Linked DNA regions of Salmo salar: region 2 is linked to region 1. A link is a contact called in public Hi-C data. All regions are on one chromosome and are shown on one strand. The core of a region is the stretch at or near the end of the contact, and the rest is flanking DNA. Distances in the headings are between cores, read along the strand shown.

The links. Hi-C and Micro-C count contacts between places; a contact is called where the count stands out from the background.
Region 2: a contact with region 1 is called in a Hi-C map of gill, with 3 times the contacts expected there. The contact joins the enhancer-like site here to the promoter of LOC106562161 in region 1. A contact is called at or near these places in 3 of 3 Hi-C or Micro-C datasets (blood, gill and muscle).

The regions. Positions count from the first base shown.
Region 1 is chrssa11:15,292,649-15,297,942 of Ssal_v3.1, forward strand. It overlaps LOC106562161 (ankyrin repeat domain-containing protein 11), which reads left to right and starts at 3,030. Exons shown (of 14, transcript XM_014126847.2): 1 at 3,030-3,493. LOC106562177 (paraplegin) reads right to left here and starts at 772. Exons shown (of 17, transcript XM_045689073.1): 1 at 53-772. The coding sequence starts at 268.
Region 2 is chrssa11:15,423,515-15,428,885 of Ssal_v3.1, forward strand. It overlaps LOC106562161 (ankyrin repeat domain-containing protein 11), which reads left to right. Exons shown (of 14, transcript XM_014126847.2): 6 at 4,097-4,270; 7 at 5,310-5,371. Among protein-coding and RNA genes, the nearest start is that of LOC106562160, 21 kb to the right of the region's middle. Within about 2 kb of position 1,582, at least 2 of the 13 cell types and tissues checked have an H3K27ac peak or open chromatin away from gene starts, as enhancers often do. A contact at or near this core is called in gill, where this site is marked.

The DNA.
Region 1 (5,294 bases), core at 1,780-4,279:
TATGAATGACAGTCAGCTATTGTCATGGTGGAAACAAAGACAGGCAACTAACCTGAATGATTCCAGGGTTGAGGCCATTATGTGGTTGAGTCACAAATGGACGAAGTGAGCCTGATAATCTTTTACAGTTCATACATGTCGATTGCTGCAGTTTGGCGCCATCGTTGTTTGGACGCTTGTTGACAAATTGACAGTTGCTGCGTCCTGACACGGTCCATATTATGGTCTTGTAACTTCTACAAGAACTGGCACGTCGCAGAGCTGCCATTACACTGAAAGCTAGGCTACCTACCTAACGTTCGCACAGGTTAAATACAACCACAGTACAGCTGGCTAGCTAATAAAAACTGACATGGTCACCATTAACAGTGCATTCACTACCTGGCTAGCAAACGTCAGTAATGACATTGGGCTTTCGAGCTCGAGATTGCAGTAGTGGTCAGCGCGGTATTTTATTATCAAAAAAAGCTAACTAAATAGTTAGCTAACTGTTGTTATTCAACATCACAAGTATAATAAAGATGGTTTGCTACATTAAAGACATATCACTCCGCACACTGATCCGTCCTCAGTATATGTACAACTGTCTCTGCATCTTATACGACAAGATTTCGTTCACAAATCCTCTGATATGCTCTGAAATGTAGATGTACCCATCATTCTGTTTTGGTACGAATTTGTACCATTACAGCAAGGTCAGTGAATTAAATGGGTCAAATCCCTTGTTCAGCTGACCACGAGAACAGATAAGCACATACCTATCCTGACGCAATTAAAAAGTATTTGCTGAACTTCGAACTTTAACCCCAAGAGCTATAGTTCGTTTGACCAAAGATAATGTATATATCTGATTTGATTATATATATTCACGCTGAGATAGACATAACTTTCAATTTGCGGAAAATCTCTCATTTATTGTCATTAAATATATATATAGAAAAGTTATTACTGAACCCTTGTCTGATTACGTCACGACGTTGCTTCATGAGCGTTCTACCTGCGCAGAATTTTTACATCCAGCAAACACGTTCATTGAAATAAAATGGCCCATAGAATAGATGCTAACTGTCAGAAAATACAAAAATAAACGTATTATTGGCTATGTGCGCTGATAAATCATTGTATTTTACTGTATCTGCCTCTCGTGTATGTTAAATAAAGTCTATATGGACTTATCTGCTGTAGTTACAAAAGTATCCACCAGAGGATACATTGTGTTTATATTTGACTTATAGCAGTAAAATCATGGTGAAACAGCTTGGAAAGGTTTGTTGTTGTTTTCTTGTTCATAAAGGTTGGTGCATGACATTGTGATTGCAAAAGCTGCCCTGCCTAAGAAATACCTGATACAATCTGATAGCCTGGTAGACTAAGGTAATACCAAAAATGATATACTCGGTGGTAGCCTAATACAAGGCTGAAGTGGAGCGGTTTGAGAGCTTCCTCTGTGTCCACATCACTAAGGATCTTTCATGGTCTGAACACACCAACACAGTCATGAAGAGGTCACGACAACGCCTCTTCCCCCTCAGGAGGCTGAAAAGATTTAGCATGGGCCCTCAGATCCTCAAAAAGTTCCACAGCTGCACCATTGAGAGCATCTTGACTGGCTGCATCACTGCTTGGTATGGCAACTGCTTGACATCCGACCGCAAGGTGTTACAGAGGGTAGTGCGTGAGGCCCAGTACATCACTGGAGTCGAGCTCCCTGTCATCCAGCACCTCTATACTATGCAGTGTCAGAGGAAGGCCCTAAAAATGGTCAAAGACTCCAGCCAAGTCATAAACTGTTCTCTCTGCTACCATACAACAAGTGGTAACAATTAGTTAAATTGGTAACCAAATAGCGGTACCGATTAGTTAAATAGTTAACCAAATAACTACCCAACTATCTGCATTTACTCTTTTTGCACAAACGTTTTTTTGACTCATCACATACACTGCTGCTATTGTTTATTATCTGTCACTTTATTTCTAGTTATATGTACATATCTACCTCAATTAACTCGTACCCCTGCACATCAACTTATTGTGTATCTATTATTATTTGTATTATGTGTTTTACATTACTATTTACTATTATTTTTCTATTTTCTTTCTCTTTGCATTGTTGGGAAGGGCCCGTTAGTAAGCAAGCATTTCACTTTTAGTCCACACCTGTTGTTTACAAAGCATGTCACAAAAATAACTCCTAAAAGCATGCAGTACAACGTGTATGTCCATTTAATATTGTAGAGGACCTAAAAACAAATTATGCTCTGAAAGAGTCAAAATAAAGGCTCACCCCATCACCGTGACGAACATTTATATAAGCCAATGAGAAAACAGATTCAAGATATTTATTTTTTCTCTTAACCAATGATAGCTCTTCTTACATCTCCGTGCATGTCATGTTGCCGCCCAGCAGAGGTCGCTATTCTATCGGTGCAATCGATATGCATTACCAAACAACCCAAACCTGTCTGACTTTGAAAGTGTGCAGAGATCATCAACAACAACAACAACATGACATTGAGACTGTTGTTAAGAAATCATGTAGTGATGATTGCACTGAGAAAAAGTGTTTTGGAAGTGAAATAGGCTATTCAGACCTGTCCTACCTGTGATCAGGACATTTGGGTCATACTAGGCTGCTAGTTATCTGTAAAGGTGCTATGGTTCAACTGACATCATGAGTAGGAGTACGATAAGATTTAAGTGTGCAATAATATGTTTGTTCACGTGAATAATAATACGATAAGAGGTGTCTTACTCCATCACGCTGGGCGAGGTCAATCAAGTGCACCCAGCCTTCGTACTCCATTTCCTTTGCTTTTCTCCCATCTGTATAATGGAGATGTGTCCCCAAACATGGAAACTGAAGTACTCGGTCAACCATGTTCGCGCCTTCAGATTATTGTGTCAATGTAGATTTAGTACATTGATTTGATCCATAATGGCGCCAGTTTCATCGGTGCACAAATAGTACCCGCCCACATTCAAGAGCCAATCACAATCAGTGTTTCATTTGGCATCTTTCTCTTTCCTTCAGCCCCATATCGAAGCCAAAGCCCGTCTGGAAACAGTTTGTAAGGGGTAGTTAATGAAGATTAAGCCGAAACAAAATATCGTTTTTAGCTACTTTAAATTGACCTTTCAAGGCTCCAGTTTTGATTACTGGGCATACAAAGCTTCATTTCAGACCATGGTCACAAAATAAAATTGTACAAGGACGTTTTCGAGAAGATTTTAAGCTGTATGTGTCGATTGTTGGTGTACAGGAATTAGCAAGCTAACGTTACTTAGCACTAGCCTACAAATATTAGCTAGCTAACTAGCGTAGCTTGCTAACGTTAGCTTCAAGTTGTCTGATTTTCAACTGAGATGGTTGCAGTATTTCTTGGATGTCTACGGACGGCAGATTGCTGAACCAGAGGGCCTCAAATGGGAAAAACAAGCATCGGACAGGAATATCTGGGATAAGCTTGTCGACGTAACTCAGATTCTGTTGAAGGTAAGACGCAATAACATTAGTTGGCTAGCTAGCTGTGTTTGTTAGTGAACTAGATATACTAGCTTGTTATGCCGTTAGCCATAGCTGTCTAGCTAACTAGATAACATGGCTTCATGCTCGAGTCGAAGAAATGTGTTATGAAGCTAGCTGACCCCTCCCCCAGTCCAGCATTCTAACTGCGTAACAGTACGCGTTTAACTTGCAAGATGACAAGTAAGGGCTTAATCTAGGCGAAAACCGTGGCATACTAGCCTGCGAGTAGTTTGTTGACCTACAGATCCTGTTGATGTTATAGCTAGATATTTCGTTGCATAGGTAGTTGGGATATTCTCTGAAATGTATTTGAAACGCTTCAGTGCCATCCATGTAATAGCCTACACTTCTCTTCAGGCGATTGATCTATGTTGTTGTTTAAAAAGAATAACACCATGTGTTCAAGGGATGATGCATCACTGCCAGTGACGTTATTTCATGAAACTCATCTACATATTTCTTTTTGGAAAAATACACCGAGATGGAATGAAATATTTGGTTATGTTGATGTGTAATGCAGTGGTGAGATTAGCTAAGACTTGCCTCGTAATAATTGACCATTAATGCTCTCCAAAGTTGCTTGACTTCTCCTCGTTTTGGCAATGTGTTTGTGTTTGTTTTCTAGTCGACTCATGGTCCATAGATCCAGGATTTGTCATTTGATTAGAATATTTTGCTGTAATGTATTAACACAGTTACTGTGAAATGTGTCATTTACTCTGTCCTAACAAGAATATCATTATGGTTGTCATCAAAGTAATACAGGTGTGCAGTGTTTTTGAGTTAATTCCTATAGTAGTCCCAATACCATTGCTTGACAGGCTCTATCATTTGAGTGGCTGCGGAATGGTATGCAAATGAAGTCAACAAGAAGTCACAACAGTAAGGCTTTGACTTCTGGTTGTGGGAGAGCATGAAAAGAAGGGCAAGAATCCTAACAGACGACTACTGTACTTGGAGTAGACTGTGGTTGATAACGTTTTGGTGCAGTATCAGTTCTGTTGAAAACACTGCAGTGGAGCTGCTGGCTGTATTTTCTTACAGAGATACTCTGAGCTCTTCAGCTTGTTGGGCGTTCACGTTGAAATTCATTGCAGACGCAGCAATGCATGTAATCCCCCACCACCTTTGTCAAGACGTTGGAAGCGCCAATTTCATGTCTTAGTTTCTGTAGTTATTTTGCAACTTCTTGCCTCTTCATTTTTTGATGTAAATACGACTTGCCTCTGGATGTATTAAATCAATAAGTACCCTGGTACAACACATATTACGCGATGTATACGCTTGGTACACTTCCCACGGTAGTTTCAGCTTTAGGGTGAGGTTTTGTAGAACTTTATGGCCTAGAAGGAGATTTTCACCACAGTGTCCTGTTGTAGTGTGTAAGCCTGAGACAGGAAATTGTGTCCTGCCTGGGTCAGTGAGGTCAGGAGCTGTGTTGGGAGCTGGGATTTCCTGTTCAAGGCAGCCAATCTGTGCCATCCGGTGTGCCCTGTCTTCAGCTGTCTAAGTGAGCCTCTTTTACACAGGTTCAGAGACTGTGGTTCCTGTTGTGTCCTGGCCCAAGTCTCCTGAGTTTTAGCCTATTTGTGGTCATGGCAGTGCCACTATTTGACATGGTCCTTCTGTGCCCTCTCCTGCCTACACAGTGTGTAACGTGACACCTTCAGCACTTTCAGGCAGGCTAATAACAGGGCAGAAATATAAATCTCAGTGGGGAATATTGAGTGTCCCTTCACAATGCCTCTCTGGCAGTCTGGATTGGACG
Region 2 (5,371 bases), core at 332-2,831, 130 kb after region 1:
TGGCCTATGAGATAATGTTTTGAAGCTATAGCTTGAGGCAGCTAAACAAAAAGATGGTGTTGAATTCGTAACATATTGGCTTTTGAGAAATGTACGGTGTGACTATTTTTGATTGTATTGTTCAGCTATGAAAGATGAGCAAGTCAGACCCTTCACATCCCCTTATTATTTGGCTAGTTTTGATGGAAACCGGCAGTAGAGGGACACAGGGAACTCATCTAACGTAGACTAGGCTACATACTTCATTTGAATTGTGGAATTCATGCTGTCGGTCATTTTCTTACCAGGGATTTGCTGCATTCGGCATTTGTTGTCTTTGCTCCAAACCCACAAGATGACAGTGTTCTATGATTTTAGTTATCTAGGCCTAGTACTGCCCTGTCAGTACATAACGTGAAGTCAGTGTGTGTGGTGGAGCCTTATTTGTGTGCATAACATCCATTTGTATGGTTCTAACTGGGCACTCGATCTCTACTGGAAGTTTTCTCCCCGAGGCATCTGTTAGATGAATGATGTAGCTGATTGCAGTGATTTGCTCTCATCTTGAACACACTGTTTTGACAGTTTGCAAGGCATTCTTCTAGAGATGGTAGCTTGTGTAGCAGATCATTGTTGTACCCTGTATTGGCGTGGGGACCATCGACAGGCCTTGCAGCGGGAGTGTAGGAGTCATGGCCAGGGCTCCTCAGCGAGGAGACTGCTCTGGATAAGGCTATGAAGAGTGGGAGAAGGATCCAAGACTGTGATGAGTGCAGATCAGCTGCTGCCAGGCTAGCACACACATCATCTTCTTCACGATATGGCAGGAATACAGGATGCCTGTCTTATCAGCAGGTGCAGCAGGTGCTGCTTTCAGTAGGGACGGGGGGCTGCTGGCTTGAGGTCTTCTCCCCCGCAGCCCAAATCATCCCTGTCTGTCTGCTGCACACCACCATTATTCAGATCCCTGGAGGGAGAAATGTTTTTGTAATATTTCATCTCCCATCCTTTGGAAGATCCATGAATTATTCACTGTTACTTGACTTGATATCAGATTTGGTCTGGGTTCAGTTGTTTTGGAGCTTGACGGTCTCCACTAGGAATATTAGATAGGCTAGTAGTTGCACTCTGTCCAGGCGTTCTGAAAAGGTTCCATTGTTTCTCCAGACCGTCTTTGACCCCTTGTGTACGGTACCCTACATCAGGATGGCCCAGTGTACACTGTACATGGAGATAAGGAGGTCAAGCAGTAAGCGGCAGCTCTTTAATAGGCCAGTGTGAGAGAAAGCCCTTTGGTACTCTGCCGATCTGTCTCGCTCTCTGTCATTACCACCACTGAAGACTGTTGTTCTGCACCGACACTTTCCATCGGCTCTCGTCATCATAGCCAAGCACAAAACAAATCAGTGACACAACATCCTGTGGCCACTTCCGGTCTCTTCCGTCATTTCCTGTTTGCCGGCTGTGTCTGACTGGGCTGCTTGACAACGGAGCTCTCTCTTCTCTCCCTGTCTTCTGAGTAGGAGGGAATTACCTCTCACTATCCCACGCCATGACATTCTCCTGAAGGTAATCTTCATACATGAGCATGAACATGTCTGGCTGCTGTGTGACTAGGCGGCGGTGGTGGTGGTGGTGGTGGTGGTGTTGGCATGTGTGGTAGTAAGCGCTAGTAGTGTTCATGCTTTGTTTTCAATCTCAGTCTGAGAAGGAAGACTGAGTTGTGGTGCTAATGTGTTTACACGTTGACCATGAGATCTCAGCCTGCCTAGTCGCCTCGCTTGTGTCTTCACAGTTGATTCCCATGTTGTACGTAATATAACACAGGCCAGTCCTACATACACATTGCAGTAAAGCAAACAAAGCTCACCAGGTCTACCTCTAATAATAATAACTCTCCCACGCTGCAGGAACCCCAACTGACAGAACTGGTCTGACTATATCCGTAGCTGTCACTCAGAGAAAGACAGGATGTTAGCATGTTTGATGTCCCAAGTGGAATGAAAGAAAAACGAGCTTGTCTTTGTTGTCCTATTGAATTTGGGGACACCACAACCGGACTAGGCCTACCTGGTTCCTCTGGTTGGGCTGGTTCTGGTTTTGCCTGCCCCCACTGTGGGAAGCTGATAGTGAAGTTTCCACAATAGGCTAACACAATGGCGTCATGGGCCCATTGTAACTTGACTGTTGTCTTGCTGTGGCCCCCGCCCCTGGCCTAGGCTGGCGTTCCTGGGAACAGTGAGGTAGCTTGATCTCCCTCCAACTTTCCCATCAGATCTCTCAAGTTAAAGGAAAAGTCAAATGCCACATCATCATGATGATGCAAAACGCAAGTGATACTTTGCTTCTTGAAATTCCAATGTCTTGAGAATGTGACTGCTGACATGCAAAACATTTTGGGACTGTATCAACAGTAGACTAATGAACAAAATGTCGTTTTTGAGTTTTTTTCCTTGAAGCCGATCTTTGAATCGTTCAGTTGAAAGCAGAGAGTAACGGGCTCTTTTCCACAAGCTAAACACTTTTAAACGACTGCACACTTTTCTCTATGACTGTTCACTGTGTGTGTACATGTATGTATATGTATGTATATGTATGCATGCATGCATGCTTGTATGTGTGGGAGAGGGAGAGAGTGGGAGATTGAGGGATCAACCTAGTTGAAGTTACTTTGTATACATAGGCCTTTTGCCAATGTGTATATATAGTCTAAAATGTTTCATAACTTATTTAATTGTTTAATTAGAAGCAGCTATGGATATCTGTGGGCTTACATTGCATTTTCAGATGCCTCTGTCTTAATTCCATCCTTGTAATCCATGTGGGATGTGTGTGAGGGTTATCCTGCTGTTTTGTTTTTTTCCTGTCTTCCCACTCTATCTCATTTACATTGAAAATGGATCACACATGTTTGCGTGCCGCTTTGCCTACTCAATGCATGTCCAAATCTGGTAGAAAAAGTCATTGTAATTAGAGGCTTGTATGTGGTTTGATAGCAGCCCTTTTCAAGTACTGAAGTGGGCTCATTACTGACTGGGGCCCACTGTAAAGGCTTGGAAAAGCAACTGTAGCGTTTTCAGTCCTCGACATCCACCGTCTGAAACATCCACTGCTGTGGTTCATGCTGTTTAAGTCTGAATAAAAGGAATGTGTCTAAATGGCAAATTCCTTTCAGAATGTGAGTGTGTATCAGGGGTGGGGGGGTACATTAGGCATAAGTATTCACAGATGTTAGTGAAAGTTCATCAGCTCTGACTATGGAAAATCTCTGGAAAGGGTTTTGTGACCGGAAGCGTGAGCTGCCATGTTTCCTACTCCTATTAATTGTGTTTGTGGCCTTGAGCGATCCACCCTGTTGAGAGCTACAGCGAGCAGGCTTGTAGATCTCCCCTTTGATTAGATGGCATGTGTTGATGTCTCCATGGACACAGTTGAAGGCCATGTCATTTGTTTTTATTGATGGCAAAACGTTTTGGAAGGATCTTGTAGCTAGCACAGTTTGTTCAAACATTGTCGGAGCATACCACCAAATCGTCCAGCAGTTGCAAATGTAGAGTGTTTATGTATTCATGTGTCTCAATAGTAAAGTAAGACTGACATTGCTGTGGAGATTTTGATAATTCCTCATGGCACTGAAAATAATTGATGGGGCGTGTCTTTGAGGAGCAGCTGCTTTTGTCCAGCAGCAAGTCGCCATTGTGATGACCTTGGCTCGGCCACGTTGAAATGAACACCGGACATTTTGTAATCACTGTCGCTCTGCCGAGTCACACCCCCTGAGAGAGCCATAACATCAGATGGGGCACCTGGGTTTTTATGCCCACCACCATCCGCTGCCTCAGAAGATGGATGCGGGCTAAACTAGACTAGAAGTTGGTAGGGGTTTTACCTGGGGGGGGTTCCTTAGAACGTCACCGAGGACACTTATCTGACCTGTTGCCATGGAGATGTTGAATGAGTGTTATCAATGACTTGTTGTGGTCAGAAAGGAGATCACTTCAATTTGACATGCTGAAGTAGACGCCGATATAACCTGAGCAATGTGCTATCCTGTGTTTGTATGCGTGTCTGTGCTACCCATAGGCCTCACATTGTCCGTTTCCCTCTCTCCTCGCAGAAAAGCAAGGTCCGGAACGGAAGCGCATTAAAAAGGAGCCCACCAACACCAGGAAGTCAGGCCTGCCGTTTGGGATGGGCATGCCAGGGATCCGGGCCGGGTACCCCCTCTCTGAGCGGCAGCAGGTGGCTCTTCTCATGCAGATGACGGCTGAAGAGTCAGTCAACAGTCCAGGTGCGTGTTTGTCATGGGTGCCACGTCTCTGAGGGTTCGGGGGAAGGGGGGGGATGGGGGTGCTGTGTCCCTGGTGCTTAGCGTCCCAGCCACACTTTTGCTCCATGCTTCATTAAAGAACAGACCACACTGCTTAATTAGAATTCAATTATACAAGATAACCCTCATCAATTTCCATTACTGCAGTGAAATGGACCTCTGCTGTCTTAGTCCACTGTTCTTTTCTGGGCCTGGCTGGTTGTGGGGAGATTTTGGGGCTCTAGAAGTTGGTGTCACATTCCTGTACGGTCAATTGTTGCTGCTTTGTTTTAGGATGTAGCGTTCAACCATGAGGGAAATGAAAGTCGTTTACCCCAGGGATTGAGTCTGAGGGGACTAATAGTGCCATATCAGATCTGGGCCAAACCACAGAATATCCAGACCCAGGCTTTTTGTTCATTTCATATCTGTTATCTGTATTTAGATTAGTCGGATCTAGCATTTCCTCTTCAAGTGCTGTACTTATGTTCTGTCGTTAAAACATTGCGATTAAACGTTTAGGAAACGTAGGCTTTAGTAGGCTATTTCCTCTTATTAAGTAATAGCTCTGATCTGTGTGTTGGTAATTATGTCGTGCTTCTGATTTGGGTTATATGTTTCCTGTTAGTATTATTTGGCGGGTTGCTACTGTTAAAAACATCCGTGCCTGAGTTTTGTTCCTTAAAGACAGAACCCAGATGAAGTGAGTTTCAAATAGCATTCAGGACCACGCTCTGCAAACTCAATAATGTACACGTGGTTAAGGCTTTGGTTTAATCCACTAAATGTGATGAAATGAACTCAAGCAAGTGGGAGTCTTGGAGTTCTTCTTTTGATGTTTTGAGCAAGAGCGCCACCTACAGGCGATGGAGTTGTAACAGTTGTTTTTCAATTAAATATTCTGCACTGTTACGTAATGGTACTGTAATATGTAGCCATATGCTCATTTGGCTCATGTTTTTACTATAGAAATGAATCATGCCAATTCTATTAAAACTCAGTTTTTGTCCTGTTTTTGTAGACACAACACCAAAGCATCAGTCACAGTCAAGTCTGGGCCAGAAGGGAACGCCAAACTCTGCA